Regions from separate parts of the Mus musculus genome. Here region 2 is linked to region 1. Evidence: chromatin contacts called from public HiChIP or PLAC-seq data. All regions are on one chromosome and are shown on one strand. Each heading gives the region's core, a stretch centred on a gene start, on an enhancer-like site or on the middle of the called end of the contact. The rest is flanking DNA. Distances are from core to core; before and after follow the strand shown.

Region 1 (7,403 bases), core at 1,452-3,951:
GTTAAAAGTAGAAAAATGCTAAAGTTTAAACATTTCCCAGAAGACCTAAACCAGAAGTCAAAACAGGAAATCAGAAATCAACTGAACATGATACAGGAGTCACAGGTACTGGGTGACTGCAGTAGCTAGCTCCTTGGCCTGACATTTGCTGTCCTGCATTCACCAATAAGCACCAGCCTGCTTACTCTGAGTCTAACACAACTCTTCAGTCTGCCAAGAGGCCATGGACACTTATCAAGCATTAGTATGAAACATGCCATGTCATGAAACTCCTTGATATATCCAAGATGATGACTCAGCAGTTGCTGCAAAACAACCAGTTGACAAGCTCGGCTAGTAGAGGACAATGACATCCACTAAGTCCGAGGTAAGACTAGTTACTTACTTTAAGACAGAAACAAAAGCTGAGCTGCATACTTTTATATAAGCCTAAACACTTTTTTCTTTGGTCAATTCTGCCAAAATTAAATCTGCTAACCAAAAAAGAGTTATCTTTAATTCCAGTTCAAATTAAGATGTACTTACATTTTAAATTAAATGACTGAGGCAAGAAGCTAACATGTCTTAGAACTACTGAGCTCTAAAACCATACAGCTTGAAATCTGTACCAGCTCTAAAACATGTTTGGTTTTAGTTGAATGCACTTCTCTCTCAAATTAGTTTGGTTTTTTTTTTTAACCTAAATACATTTTAAAATAAGCTGTGATCATAACTTTGGCTTCTTTCTAAATTCTATCATAATATCATACATAATATTGGCTTCTTTTTAAACTCTATCCAAGCCATCCATTTCTTTGCTCAAACTGTTTTCAAGCAATCAGAGGTGGTTCATTACTCTTAGTATAAGAGTATGTTTGCCTTAATGTCCATTGTACAGTATTAGGCAAAGTAAAACGGCCAGGCTTGTGACCTGATTTTAATCTTAAAGTCTGCTTCTGAAGACCCCGGGCTCCTCAGCATTCAGGGAAAATGGTAATATTGCAAGGCTTCCAAGCAATGACAAATAACTTCTTAGTACATAAAACACAGCTGTTTCTATTCAAAACTTTCCCTATCTTTATTTTAAAAATCTCAAAAGTGATATAATTTAACATTACCAACAAGTATTCAATTTTAGCACTAGCCAGAATAAACAAAAAGTCTACATTTAAGAGTATGCAACAAGTTATATATTAGCCCTTCTTCAGTAAGCTTAAAATATACACTTCCTACTTTTAAAAAGTGGCTTCGTTAAAGTGAGTTTTTAACGTTTTAATTCTCACAATTTTTAATAACTGAAAGTGTTCTCTGAACCAACTATCTCGTTTACAACAAGAATCGACATTTTTATAAACACCCAAAGAAGGCATACGGTGGCTTAAGTAACACCCCTGGTGAGCCCGAAATACCTTAAACTTCTAGAAAACGCCCAGTATTAAAAATATTTGGTGTATGAGATCAGAGCTGAAGAACTGGTCAACTGTAGAGAGTGGATGATTCTGGTCTTCAGTATATAGAGCGGGGTGGAGAGAAGAGAGGGAAGAACCACGCATCAGAGACCAGACGTAAGAGCGGCGAGGGACTTTCAAAACGCCTCAGTGCCACATAACTATAACTCAGTTAAGAGAGGAAAGGATGAGAAGCTAAACCAGTGTGTTCCGATCTGGAAAGGCCAAGCAGACAGACGAGGGGACCGGACTACCATTAATGATTTAACGCGTCTAAAACCGAAATTATTCCACGATATGGGTAACAGCGCCCCCTCCCCAAGTCTCTCCGGGCCGCGGTGGCAGATTAATCTCCCCGCGCACCCTGAACCCGGGAACACAAGAAAGAAAAAGCCTGCCAGCGGATGGGCCTGTTGCCACATCTTTCCCTTGTTCCCTTCGTGAGGTCGTGAGGAATACCATTTAACCCCCAAAAACCCGCCAAAAAAAAAAAAAAAAAAGAAGAAGCAGCAGCAGCAGCAGCAGCCCGAATATCCGAAGCCTGAGATTTCTTTTCCCGCCCTGTGCCCGCCAGGGAAAGCCCTTGGGCGGGAGGGCTGGGAGAGGCCGCTCGCATCCCACGTGTCTGCCGCCAGGCCCGGCCAGGCTCTACCCACTTCCCGTCGCCACCCGGGTCCAGCCTCAGGCCCTCTGGTCCCCTCCACGTGGGGCCGCCGGGTCCTCGCACCGCCCCCCAAAGAGACCGCCCGGAGCCGCCCAGTCGCCACGGCGTACCGGTCCCGTACCTGGTGTTGGGGTCGCCCCTGTTGGTAAGGCTTCACCGGCCCCTGGTGGCAACGACGAGTCCGGATCTTGCCGCCGCCGCCGCCCCCTCCTATGCCTCCGGCTTCCGAGGCCATGGCGGAGCCTGGGCGGCCTCCCACTACCGCTCCCGGGCGGGAGAGGCAGAGGCGGCGGCCTGAGGGCCTCCCCCGCCCGGCCCTAGGCGACACACAGACACAGCGAGAACCGCGAGGGAGCGAGCGGGAACTGAGAGTGCGCGCGGCGGCGAGGAAGGCGGTGGCGGCGGCTGAGGGCCCCGAGGTGGCTGAGGAGCGCCGGCCGCGTGCGGACCCCCGCGTCTGTGTTTGTCACCGTCTCTATGGAGATCTCCCGCCGAGGCCGGCGCGAGCAGCTCCGGGCGCCGCTGAGGCCTAGCTCGACCGCCCGCTGCTAGAGGCTCCTCTTCAGTCGCCCTGGCCGTCGCTGCCGCAGTCCAGGCCGCTGGCGCCGCCCGCCAACCCCTCCCCCTGTGCGCGCTGCGCCCGCCCCACCGCCGCCGCCGCCGTCGTCGTCCCTGCAGTCGTCGCCGCCGCCGCCGCTCTTGCGCCTATTACCGCTGTTGAGGCGGCCGCCCCGGTCGCGAGCCAGAACACCGTCACTCCTCCGCGACCGACGCTTTGCGTCATCACGCTGCGACAATGCGGGGGGGGATGGGTGAAGGAAGGAAGGGTTGGCCGAGCCCGCGCTCCCTGTCGTGGGAGCCTCTGGGAAATGTAGTTTTTCTGGCCAGAACGCGGATTCTCGGAAAGGCAGGCTATAGCGGAAGGACACCCACGGAGCACCGCAGAGGCACAAAGCCCGGGTCATTTGGCGGCGGTTGGCTGCTTGTTTAGATTCAGAAGGGCACTCGACACGAATACTGTAATCTCCCATTCATCAATTATAAGCCGAATGGAAGTAAACAGTAAAATCAAAGAACCATAATGCATCACAATCCGGGGGGGGGGGGGGGGAGACCGCGTTGAAATTAACCGTGGCCGCGATCCCCAGGCCAAAAACAAAGTAGGAAAGGCATTTGGCACTTGGGAGGCAGACACAGGGGAATGGCTAGTTACACATTACCCTCAGCTTCATAGTGAGATTCTGTCTCAACGAAAGCAAAAAATACAACTTCATTACTGTTTCATTAAACATATAAGGGCTTTGTTGTCAACACACACCGTGCTGGCATTCTGAGTTGCTTCACTACTTACAAACTTGACCTTGGATGACTCTACTATTTAAATCTACCTTATAAAGTTGTGGGGAGCTAGTGCGGTCGTCTGTGTAGAGAGCACCCAGTAGATTTCCTGGTATACAAGAAACGCAGTAAATGGTTGCAATTATGACCTATGCAATCAACACACATTAAGGGTGACTCATATATCCCTAGTAAACATATATTTGCTTCAGTTAATATTATAGTTAGGTGACTAAACAATGTATCCTCAAAGACCGGATACACCGTGTTAAAGATGCAGGCATTAGACAAAAGGTCTGTGTGATCATGTGGTCCAGCCTAGTCATTCAATGGACTATATGGAAACCAAGAAAATTTAAGGGGCACCATTAAGGGTATCGATTTAGAGCCTGGCTGGTGACAGACATCTTTGATCCCAGCACTCAGGAGTCAGATGTAGATGGATCTCTGTGACTTCAAGGCCAGCCTGGTCTACAAAGCGTTTTCCAAGACAGCTAGGGCTGCATAGAGAACTGACTTGGAAAAAAATAAAAGAGGGTGGATATCTAATTGGGCACTCAAAGCCAGGACTATAACCCAGGGTTTTTTTGTTTTTTGTTTTTATGAAATAAGTAACTATGATTAGGAAAAAGAATCGATTATGGAGAATCATAGACTTAATGTTCTATTAGAGAACAGCGTTCTAAAGTTTATAACTATAAAATCAAATAGATTGTTTGAATCTGTCACTTACTAGCTGTGTAGCCTTGGGGAGATTAGTGATCTTCTTTCTAAGCTTCACTTTCCTCATCTGCAAATAGAATGAATATTTACCTCAACAGGGACACGATTCTGCTTATAATAGCTGTACAGACAGAAAGCACTTAGTGCCAACCAGAAATCCACTACCAAAAGTGATCTCTTGCACCAGCCCACCCCCAAAGTGTACAATTCAAATCACTATTGAAATCAAATTAATAAAACAAAACTTACAGTACCTTTGAACTTATAGTACCTTTCAGAACATCAAAGACCCTGCTGTAACCAGTTGGTACAGTCTGTGTCTGACCTTAACCCCTGAGACAAGTTACCAAAGTTGATGAAAAGAATTCATTTCCTCTCTTTCTGTGTCCTCCCTTCCCAACCTGCCTTCACTCTGAGTGTGTTCTCTCCCCCAGGGCTACAAAACAAGCAGAACTGTTCCTCTCTGGTCCCTTCTCGGCCCAACAGAATTAAGTTTCCAGCAGAGGCTAGCAGCTCATTCCTGGAAGGGACAGTCTTCACAGAATTCATGAAAAAGTCCACATCCCTTTTGGGCTTGATCGCAGTTATTTCATTCATTTCCTGCATATATTTACATAGAGAGGAAAAAAAATACAATGCTCTCATATTTGTGTGGTTGGTTTGTTGCAGGCTGTGGCAGGAAAACAATGACATCCAAAAAGTCCACATTATATCTAGACTGCTCTCTAGAGCCAAAACAATATGTCTCAATTCATGAAAAGACGATTACTGCTGGGGTCTCTCTGCCAATAGAGACCCAGTATTTTTCCAGTTTAACATGGAAACCGTTTGCCAACTACAAATCAGCAAATAAGCAGCTGACCTTCATCTGGCAGATGAAGGATTACTAGTAATTAAAAGTGAAATACAGTTTCCTCAAACCCCAATCTGGACTCAAATTAGTCTTCATTTATTTTTTTTCAAAAAGGTAAAAAAAAAAAAAAAAAAAAAAAGCTCCAGCCAATAGAATATTCAGAGATGGCAAATACAGGAAATTATGAAGTTTTATGTATTTATTTTACCCTCTAAACACAAAAAAATAAGGTCTGGACTATAATGTCTATTCATGCAAATAATTTCCATCAGATTATTGTTACATCACCATAATGTTCTGCCCACCTTTTCATGTGATAATTACTACCATGTACTTCAGTAAATAGAGAAATAAAAAGAAGCCCGTCTGGTGGTGTACAACTATAATTCCAGCACGTGGGAGGTACAAACAGAAAGATTAAGAAATTTAGGGCCAACCTGGGCTACATAGTGAAGCCCTGACTCAAAAAAGTAAATAAGCAAATAATCAACACAAAGAACTATGCGTGGTGTGTGTGTATGTGTGTGTGTGTGTCCTGTGTGTGTCCTGTGTGTGTGTGTCCTGTGTGTGTGTGTGTGTATGTCTGTGTGTGTGTGTATGTGTATGTCTGTGTGTGTGTGTATCCTGTGTGTGTGTGTGTGTGTGTGTGTGTGTGTGTGTGTGTGTGTGTGTATGTGTGTGTGTGTGTCTGTCCTGTGTTGGATATTAGGGTAAGAAAGTCAATGGTGATGGGAAAGTAGTTAAAGATATACATCATTATACTCTCATTAACTTACTAAGGTCTCTGCCTTTGGGGAATAAAGTAATACCTAAGACTGACTGAATTAACTAGACTATAGTCAAGTTTTAATTAATTTTACCTATCTCATGATTGCAAAAATGTCATGAATTTGTTCCTCTTCCCAACCCCATATATTAGTGTCTGGCTAGGCTACAGTCTATCATGAATTGAATCAACAACTATAGAATGTGATACATCTTTTTGTGGCAATGCATTAAAATAAAAACATCTCTTACATTCTGAGAGGCTGCAACTTCTGCTGGACCTCACAGCCAGAGGTTAATAGTGTGCCTTGGGGTCACTGAAGACAGCAATCCTTGTGTGTTTATTTAACCTGTTTATTTAACCCACCTTTAAAAGAACAATGTAACAAACAACCTTACTTGTCATGGATTTTCCCCACATAATCACCTTTTACAACCTAAACTAATCCATAGCTGTAATCTTAAATCATGGACTCTTCCATGCCCCTGACCCACAGTTATACACATGTATCATTTGCTGAAGGCAGCAAGTCCAGAAGTTGAAAGCAATCTTTTTTTTCCTTTTTTTTATTTTTAATATTTTTTATTACATATTTTCCTCAATTACATTTCCAATGCTATCCCAAAAGTCCCCCATACCCTCCCCCCCCACTCCCCTACCCACCCACTCCCACCTTTTGGCCCTGGCGTTCCCCTGTACTGGGGCATATAAAGTTTGCAAGTCCAATGGGCCTCTCTTTCCAGTGATGGCCAATTAGGCCATCTTTTGATACATATGCAGCTAGAGTCAAGAGCTCCGGGGTACTGGTTAGTTCATAATGTTGTTCCACCTATAGGGTTGCAGATCCCTTTAGCTCCTTGGGTACTTTCTCTAGGTCCTCCATTAGGAGCCCTGTGATCCATCCAATAGCTGACTGTGAACGAATATCCATTCATGGGTATTGGTTGATAGAGAGTGACCTTTGTAATACTGTTTGTTATCCGGCTCAGGTGGGTCAGCTGGACCCCGTGACTTAATCCCTTGTAAGACTCTGTTAAAGATTTCTGAAGAGTGTGCCATTCCATCCCCCCACCCACCCACCATGTGATGCTTTTTGTGCAGTTTAATGAGTAGAGAGCCCTTTGTCAGAAGGCGAGACACAAGGAACAGGCAGTAGAGAATTCAGATCTCAACTTGCTCTTAGTTAAATGACTAAGTATTTGTATTTCTTTCCTTAATGTGACACAGGTGCATTACTGGTGACTTGGAATTATCAATAAGGTGTTTAATGTATGGATATTTTGCATGTTTAATGGAAATTCAGCTCTAGTAGATGAAATAATGACCAAATGTACAATACCAATTTTATCCTGATGCTGAAGGCAGGTATTGAATCACCAGCTGGGACTAAGTGATTTATTGGGGCTAGGAGATAGCTCAGCGGTTAAGAGCAGCTCCTGCTTTTGCAGAGGACACAGGTTCAATTCCCAGCAACCACCTGACAGCTTATGACCATCTCTAACTTTATTTCGAGGGGCTCCAATGACCTCTCTGACCTTTGTGGGCACCAGGCACACATGCGGTGCACATACATACATGTATGTAAAACACTCATAAAACAAAATGAATGAATCTAATTAAAAAAAAAAAACT
Region 2 (7,403 bases), core at 1,738-4,237, 2.1 Mb after region 1:
GCTCCATTTCGGAGAATGATACAAAGTTTCCTTTTAAAAGAAACTGTTTGCCAGGGTAAGGAATCCAATGCTGTGTGGGACCTGGAAACAGGAAAAGTACATTGAGGAGGGAAACCTGGCTGAAGAAGCTGGCATCAAGGGTGGCACTCAGTCCGGAGTACTGAGCCAAAGTTCTCACCTTGGTTTCAAAGCTGGCATAGCCAACTAAGTAACTTAGAAGTGGAGTGGAAGGTATGTGCAGCCAAACTCTACCCTTCTGTTGTTACTGGTGCTCTGGTATATATTTTTTTATTACTTTAAAATTTTATTTTGGAGGGAGCTCATGCTATGGTGTACATGGGTAGGTTAGAGGACATCTTGCATCTAGCATGTGGGTCCTAGGATTAGAACTGGGCTTGGCATTAAGCCTTCACCTGCTGAGCCATCTCACCAGCCGTTGGTGCTTCTTTTGAGACAGGGTCTCAGATACCCAAGGCTGACTGACCTCCAACTCAATGCATAACCAAGGTTGGCCTTGAACTCTTGATATTCCTGCCTTCAACCTCCCTGGTGCTTAGATTATACACATGCTCTACCACTCCCGGGGATGCCATTTTAAAAATTTCTTCAGTAAGTCTTGTTTCCTCAAGATCAAAAGTGTAAAATCTGACAAGCTGTTCAGACGTGAGGTAAAATGTAAACTCGGAGGGAATTAACAATCCAGGTGCTACATAGCTCTGACGAGAACCATCAGGGGTCTTCCAAGAATAACTGGAGGGGGAGAGACACACAGGGAGCTGACCACACGCCTTCCACTCTTGAACAAGAGAGACTTGAGAGGGGCCCAGGGATCTGGTCCAGGCTACAGGAGCAGGAAGAGGCCCCAGCCTTTCCCTCCCTGCCTGACCTCAGGCCCCAACCCTTGATCCTGCACAAAGCTAGGGAGAGCTCTAGCCCCAGGAAGAGGGGTAACTCATGGTGCACTGGAGCTTAAGAAACCACCTGCTGTGAAGGGTCCCTTTTACTGCCCACAGACCCAAATACATGCAAATGTAGCTGTGCTAATCAACTGCCTGTCTCAGAGCAAATCAAAATCCTCAGAGAAACAGTAAGGTGACTAGACCTCCAAAACCAAAGCAAACAATAAACAACAAACCTCTTCCAGCATCAAGACTCATTATCTCACCCCCCCACCCCCTTCTCTGCCTCGGCAGCAGCCCAGCTGACAGGTAACCAGAGGTGCTATAGGTCTTGGATTGAGACAGGAAGAAGGGGTGCCACCACTCTCAGGGCTACTCAAGTCCAGATTCCCAGCGTTTCTGGATTTGGAGAGGCCTCCGGGCTATCACCCACTGTGATCTGGCCACAAACCCTTCGAGATGGATGCCAGTTGGTGGCTGTTTATAGTGGCCCTGTTTTGGAGCAGAGCCCAGGGGTCACACAACTCTGAGTGCTCTCCACAACCCTAGATATTTGGGGGAGGCAACACAAGATACTCGAGGGATTCCAGTGAGCCATACAGGACCACCCCTCGTAAGGCCAGCCAGGTTGCCCTACAAGAGTGGGCCTCTGTCCCAGGGCCTACAGATGTGAGAAGGCCCATCAAATCCTGGCCACCTAGCTCCCAACACTTAAAGATGACTAGACCAGAGACCACAGCTCTTTTTCAAGACTCCCTAAAGATCCTGGATGTGAGATATCAGAAGGGTCTTCTCTCTAGAAGGAAGGTCAGGGACGGTCCAGAACCACACACCGTTCTCTCCCTCCAGCCTGCTACTCGCTGTTAAAAACTCACACCCAGGGGACAGACAGACCTGTCCAGCTTCAGGCCAGCCCTCTTGAGGCCCAAGCACATCCCACAGGCAAAGTCAAACACAAGAGAACCTGTTGGAGCAGTTTAAGCAGGATGATCACCTCTTTCTCCTCCTCTTACTTCTAAGTAGGAAGGGACTTAGGCTCTTAAAAAGTAGACACAAGGCCAGGTCATGGCCACCGGCAAGGGCCCAGAGGGCGGGTTTAGTATCTCCAAGCTTACCTCTTTCCCTCCTCCCCATCTTCCTTAAAGAGCATAAGGTCATGTCAAAACTGGGGTTCCTCTGCCTGAAGCAGAGAGGAGGGAAATGGGGAGCCGAGCAGGCCAGGAAATGAGCGGCCAAGCCACAACACCCCCACCCCAACACACAGACACTCACGTCGGTCTGTCACTGCACTCCCGCCTAGGCCCGCAGGCCGGCCCGAGCCAGTAGGCACGCGGGGTCCCCGGTGGGGTCCTGCCCGCCAGGACACAGTCCCGAGGGGGTTCCCGGGATCCAGCACAGACGGGGGGCACTGGCCGCTACCTCGCTACCGTTCCCCCGGTCCACCCGAGCCCTGCCAGCTCCGGAGCCCGCCAGTCGCGCCTCTCGGGGGACCCGCGCCGGGCCGCGCGCCCGCCTCTCCCGGCCCGGCCGCCCCGAGCCCGCGCGGGGAAAGTTCCTGCAACTTCGCAGGGGGCTGGCGGCGGGGGCCCCGGGCCTGGGCCTCGTCCGGCTCCTGGCCTCCGCGGCCACTGCGGCCCCGCTGTCAGACGACCGGGTCCCAGCCCCATCGCGGCCGGAGCCCCAACTTCCCCGCGCCCCTCGCCCGCCCCGGCCACGGGCCTCGCTTTGTGCGCGGCGGCCGTACGCCCCCGCCCTGGGCACAAAAGGGCGCGCGGCCCGGCGGCCGAACGCGGCTGCGGTGCCCGGCGGGGCCCGGGGCGCGCGACCAGGGCGCGGGGCTCGGTGGGCCGGGCGGGCCGCGGCGCGCTCACCTGCCGTGGAACCAGTCCTTGCAGGCATCGCACTCGATCATAAAGCGGGTAACGTCGTAGGGCAGCCGGCAGACGCAGTACACGGGCACCGTCGCCATGTTGCCGCGCCGCCGCTCGCCCCGCCGCTGCGCTGCCCGGGTCGGGCCGGGCCGGGCCGGGGGCCGCGCGGCGAGGGCGGCGGGGGCGGCGGGCGCGGGCGCCGCGGCCGGAGCGGACGGGGCCGGGGGCGCTCGGCAGGGCCCGCGCGCGCGCTCGCGGCCGGGCGCGTCCACACAATGCCGGCGCGGGCTGCTGGGGCCGCGCCGGGAGCCGCCCGCCGGGCCGCGGGGCGCAGGGCTGAGAGTGCGCGGGGGGCCCGGCCGCGCGCGGGACACAAAGCGAATGGACGCGCGGGGGCGGCGGGCGGGGAGCCGCGGCCCCACCGAAGGGACCCCCGGCCGCCGAGCGGCCGCTACGTCAGCGCCCCGGGTGGCGCCGCCTCCGCCCGCCGGCCTGGGCCCCGCTCCCGCCGCCGGGAAGGCGGGCCGCGGTAGAAGGTGGGCCGCGGGCCTGGGGGAGCCAGCAGCCGGGCTCGGGGGCACCCCGCGGGAGAGGGTGGCCCCGGGACTCCCAGGGAGACGAGCCGCGGAGCCCCCTGCCCCCGACTACGTGAACACAGTTCGCACAGCCCTGCCTTAGCCAGAAGCAACTCCTTGGCCTTAACTTTCTTCTGACCCCGAAGTGGGATGGACAGGGGGATCTTCCTCCTCTTCCTGGGCCCGGCAGCCTCCCTCCCATCCCGAACTGCGACTGAGTTGCTGGCTTTTGAATAACCTCCCCTTCCCCTTCTTTCTAGCTGGGGGCTGCCTTGCTTCCTCGTACGATCCGGTGAACTTTCCCGATGCTCCGGCAAAAGTCAGGGGACCCGAGAGTGAACTGTTTGTTGTAGGACACAGCTTACCTGGGATTGGTGCCGCCCAGGACCCCTTATTACAACCCATAGACCCACAGACCTTAGGAGCGGAGGACAGTCCAGTGAGTCGCAACTGAGCCACAGGACTGCTGGGGAAGACAAGGGGTTATGTTGTCGCTCTCGCCCCTGCAGTCTTGCTCTGAACTGGCTCCCTGGTCTCACCTGTCCTGCTTAGAGCTTTTTTGTTGGTTGGTTGGTTGGTTGTTTGGTTGGTTGGTGAGATATGAATGAGGGTCCTTCTCTGTCCCCTACCCAGGTCGACCCTGATGAGCAGGGCCATATATTTAGGAAGAAAGCTGTCTGCTAGATCTGCTTCCCCTTTGCCTGTCCCCACACAATACGTGGAGATGCTAGTCTCTGCAGATACATTCCAGAGTTTCAGACCTCTGCTTACCTTGACAAGGCAGAGTCCCAGTTATCCCTGCCCAGAGTGCGGCTGCCAATCAGCTCCATTGCTGGCAACTCAGAGGATAGCCTGTTATGGAATCTGCCCTCAACCAACCCCCACCCTTCCCAAATAGGTAAACCCAGGGCCACAAATCAGGATCCGAACCAGGGCAAGCACTGTGTAACCTAAGGGCACACATGTGGCAGGGGAGATAGGAAATTGGGGCGGGGGGCGCAGACAGGTTACCCCGTCAACCTGTACACAATGAATTCATTTCAAGCTACCTGCCTGAACTCCAGCTGTCCCCTTGGGTCTCCTCTGTACTGGATGGTCCTTCCCCTTACAAGGCAAGAAACAGCTGTTAATCCCCTGTCCCTGTCACCAGGCATGTGTCCTGGTGGGGTAGGCACTGCCCTGTTACCTAAGGCACTCTCCCCAAGAGGTGGTGCAGTTGTCATTCAGCAGAAGTGAAAACTGAAGCTCAGAGCAGTTAAATGCAGAAGGGAAGTAGCCTACCAAAGGTGGGGGCAGAGGGAGCAAGGGAAGAGGACACCCCTGCCCAAGTCCCGAACCTGTTCCTCTCACCTCACCTTTCCCCCAGAAAGCCTGTTCTCCTTCTGGTGGGGTACTGACCACTGGGTGCCTCCATTTACTCTCCTTATCTTCTGACATTCTCTCTGGCAGCCAGCTGTGCCCACTACAGCTGCCCCTGTGCTTGGGGATCAGGTACCCTGATTCTCAGAGCCCTCCCGAAGCTGCTGAGCTATACAGCAGTACAGACCCTACCCCAGGCCTCTGGCCCTAACTTCTGTTTGTTTTCTCCATCCCTTCTCCCACCTCCTAGCCTTAGATGTTTATTGAGCACCTACTCTATGCTGACAGCTGTACACCAGCACTCGGCTTTCCTGTTCATCCTGGAGTAGAAAGAACCAGGGATGGACTTAGATCTGAGTCAGCGATGGGAGAAAGAATGAGAAGGCTGAATGAACAGATGAGTCATCCTCTGAGAACATGACCCAGGAGAGGGGACAAGGTGCTCCTGCTAGCAACAAGAGGTAGAGATGCTCCGGAGCGGGGGTGGGGGTGGGGGGCAGTGTGGTCTGGTGGCCCCCTCTACTGGAGCTTCCTGCCCACCCCCCCCTCGCTCCTCAGGGCTCAGCTCCAGCTCAGCAGCCACACCTGTTCCCACACCACCACTCACATGCCCATTGGCTAGCCTGTGGCCCTATAAGGGGCAATGGCTCACAGGTATGTGGTCTCCACATCAGCTTCGTATCCAGGCACTCCAGTGACACCATGACTTTGGTACTGCACAGCAGCCCCCAGCTTCTTGGCACAGACAAGTCTGCCTCCACGGAGGTATACAGAGGCAACTCTGTTGTCTTGCTTGTAAATATCAGAGTTACCCAGAATCATTCCTAAAGTGCCGGCTTCCTTGTTTGTTTAGTTTGTCTTTCCATGTATTTATTTAGGGTATGTGTGTGTGTGACCGTGCTCATGTCACAGAACAGCAGTAGTCAGTTCCCTCTGCCTTGTGGGTCCCAGGGACTGAACTCAGGTTGTCAGGCTTAGTGGCGAGCACTTTACTGGCTGAGCCCTCTCATCTGGCCCCTCCTTAGCAGAGCCATTTGACCCCTTTCTTGAGAATTCTGCCCTGAGTGAGCCAGCTGTCCTGGGCTCTCTGTTATGTCTGGGCGCGCTGATGTTGCGTGCTTTGCTTGATCACTTTGCTTTTCGTAAGCTCTGTAAGGAAGTGTGAGTCTTCTAACTTTTATAAGATTACTGTGGCTATTTGTGGTTCCCTAACATTCCATACTAATTTTAGCATAGATTTTTCTTCCTTAAAAGTTTGTTTCTGGGGCTGCTGAGATAGTTCAGTGGGTAAGAGCATGTACTGTTCTTACAGAAGACCAGAGTTCAACTCCCAGCACTCACATTGGCAGCTTACAACTTGTAACTCCAGCTCCAGGGGATTCCCCTAACCTCATGCATACTAGAACACACACACACAGTGCATGTAAAAATAATAACATTTAAAAATTTTTTAAATGATTTATGTATTTATTATATGTAAGTACACGGTAGCTGTCTTCAGATACCCCAGAAGAGGGCATCAGATCTTATTACAAATAGTTGTGAGCCACCATGTGGTTGCTGGGATTTGAACTCAGGACCTATCAGAAGAGCAGTCAGTGCTCTTAACTGCTAAGCCATCTCTCAGTCCCCAACATTTTTTTTTTAAGTTTGTTTCCTAGGCTGGGTGGTGGTGGTAGCACAGGGCCTTTAATCCAAGCACTTAGGAGGCAGAGGCAGATGGATCTCTGAGTTGGAGGCCAGCCTAGTCTACAGAGTAAGTTTCAGGATAGTCAGGGCTATACAGAGAAACCCTTTCTCAAAAAACCAAAAAAAAAAAAAAAAAAAGAAAGAAAGAAAGAAAGATAAGTTAGTTTGTTTCCTGTGGAGCCTGGTAAAGTGTTTATCACACAAGCCTGGCAACTTGAGTTGGATAGAGTCTTTAGAACCTATATTAAGGTGAATGAGAGAACTCCACAAAATTAACTTCTGATCACCACACAGTGCCATGTCACATACACATGTGTGTACACCCATTTGCACACACACACACCTTTTAAAGATTTATTTTTGAAAAAAAATGATATTTTGAAATGTAAAAATATCTCTAGATTTTCTATCTATCTATCTGTCTATCTATCTATCTATCTATCTATCTATTTTGGGGAGGAGAGAACAACTTTGGGGAGCCAGTTTCTCTCTTTCTACTATAGAATGCGTGCCTGGGGATCCAGGTCAGCTGGTCAGACTTGGCTGTTAGCACCATTACCTGCTGCAGCCCTCTACATTGTTCTTAAGCGATTGTGTATGAAGTTCCCAAATTGGTGAGCAGTCTGTCTTTTCATGTAATTACTTGGAGGTAAGTCTGGTCAGCTTATTTGCCTTGCTTCCTTGCTCTAGAGTAGGTTTGTTTGTTTGTTTGGTTTTTGTTTTTACATTCATTGACTTTGTGTGTGTGCAAATGGGGGTTCAGAGTACAACGTGGAAGTGCCTATTCTCCCCTGCATGTGGATCCCATCAAGGTTGGAGGCAGCAGACACCTTTGCCTACTGAGCCATTGCAGTGGTCCATTGACTTTATATTTACTTGCCTGTATGTATGCATTTTTCCTTTTTATCTTTTTTAATTGTATGGGTATTTTGTCTACATGTAGGTCTGTACATCAGCTGTGTTCCTGGTGCCTGTGGAGGCCAGAAGAGAATGTCAGATCTTCTAAGGCT

What was found. HiChIP or PLAC-seq counts read pairs in DNA pulled down with a chosen protein or histone mark.
Region 2: an H3K27ac HiChIP or PLAC-seq map of extraembryonic endoderm stem cells shows a contact between it and region 1, with 7 times the contacts expected there. The contact joins the promoter of Phf2 here to the promoter of Nup153 in region 1. A contact is called at or near these places in 3 of 39 promoter capture datasets (hippocampal neurons, liver and pre-B cells) and 1 of 115 datasets of contacts at active chromatin or transcription factors (extraembryonic endoderm stem cells).

What each region holds. Positions count from the first base shown.
Region 1 is chr13:46,725,148-46,732,550 of GRCm38.p6, forward strand. Nup153 (nucleoporin 153) reads right to left here and starts at 2,702. Exons shown (of 22, transcript NM_175749.2): 1 at 2,213-2,702. The coding sequence starts at 2,326. Gm46412 (a long non-coding RNA gene) reads left to right here. Exons shown (of 2, transcript XR_001780928.2): 1 at 1-367.
Region 2 is chr13:48,867,898-48,875,300 of GRCm38.p6, forward strand. It overlaps Phf2 (PHD finger protein 2), which reads right to left and starts at 2,988. Exons shown (of 22, transcript NM_011078.3): 1 at 2,771-2,988. The coding sequence starts at 2,868. It overlaps Phf2os1 (a long non-coding RNA gene), which reads left to right and starts at 3,054. Exons shown (of 2, transcript XR_003950516.1): 1 at 3,054-3,306; 2 at 4,955-7,403.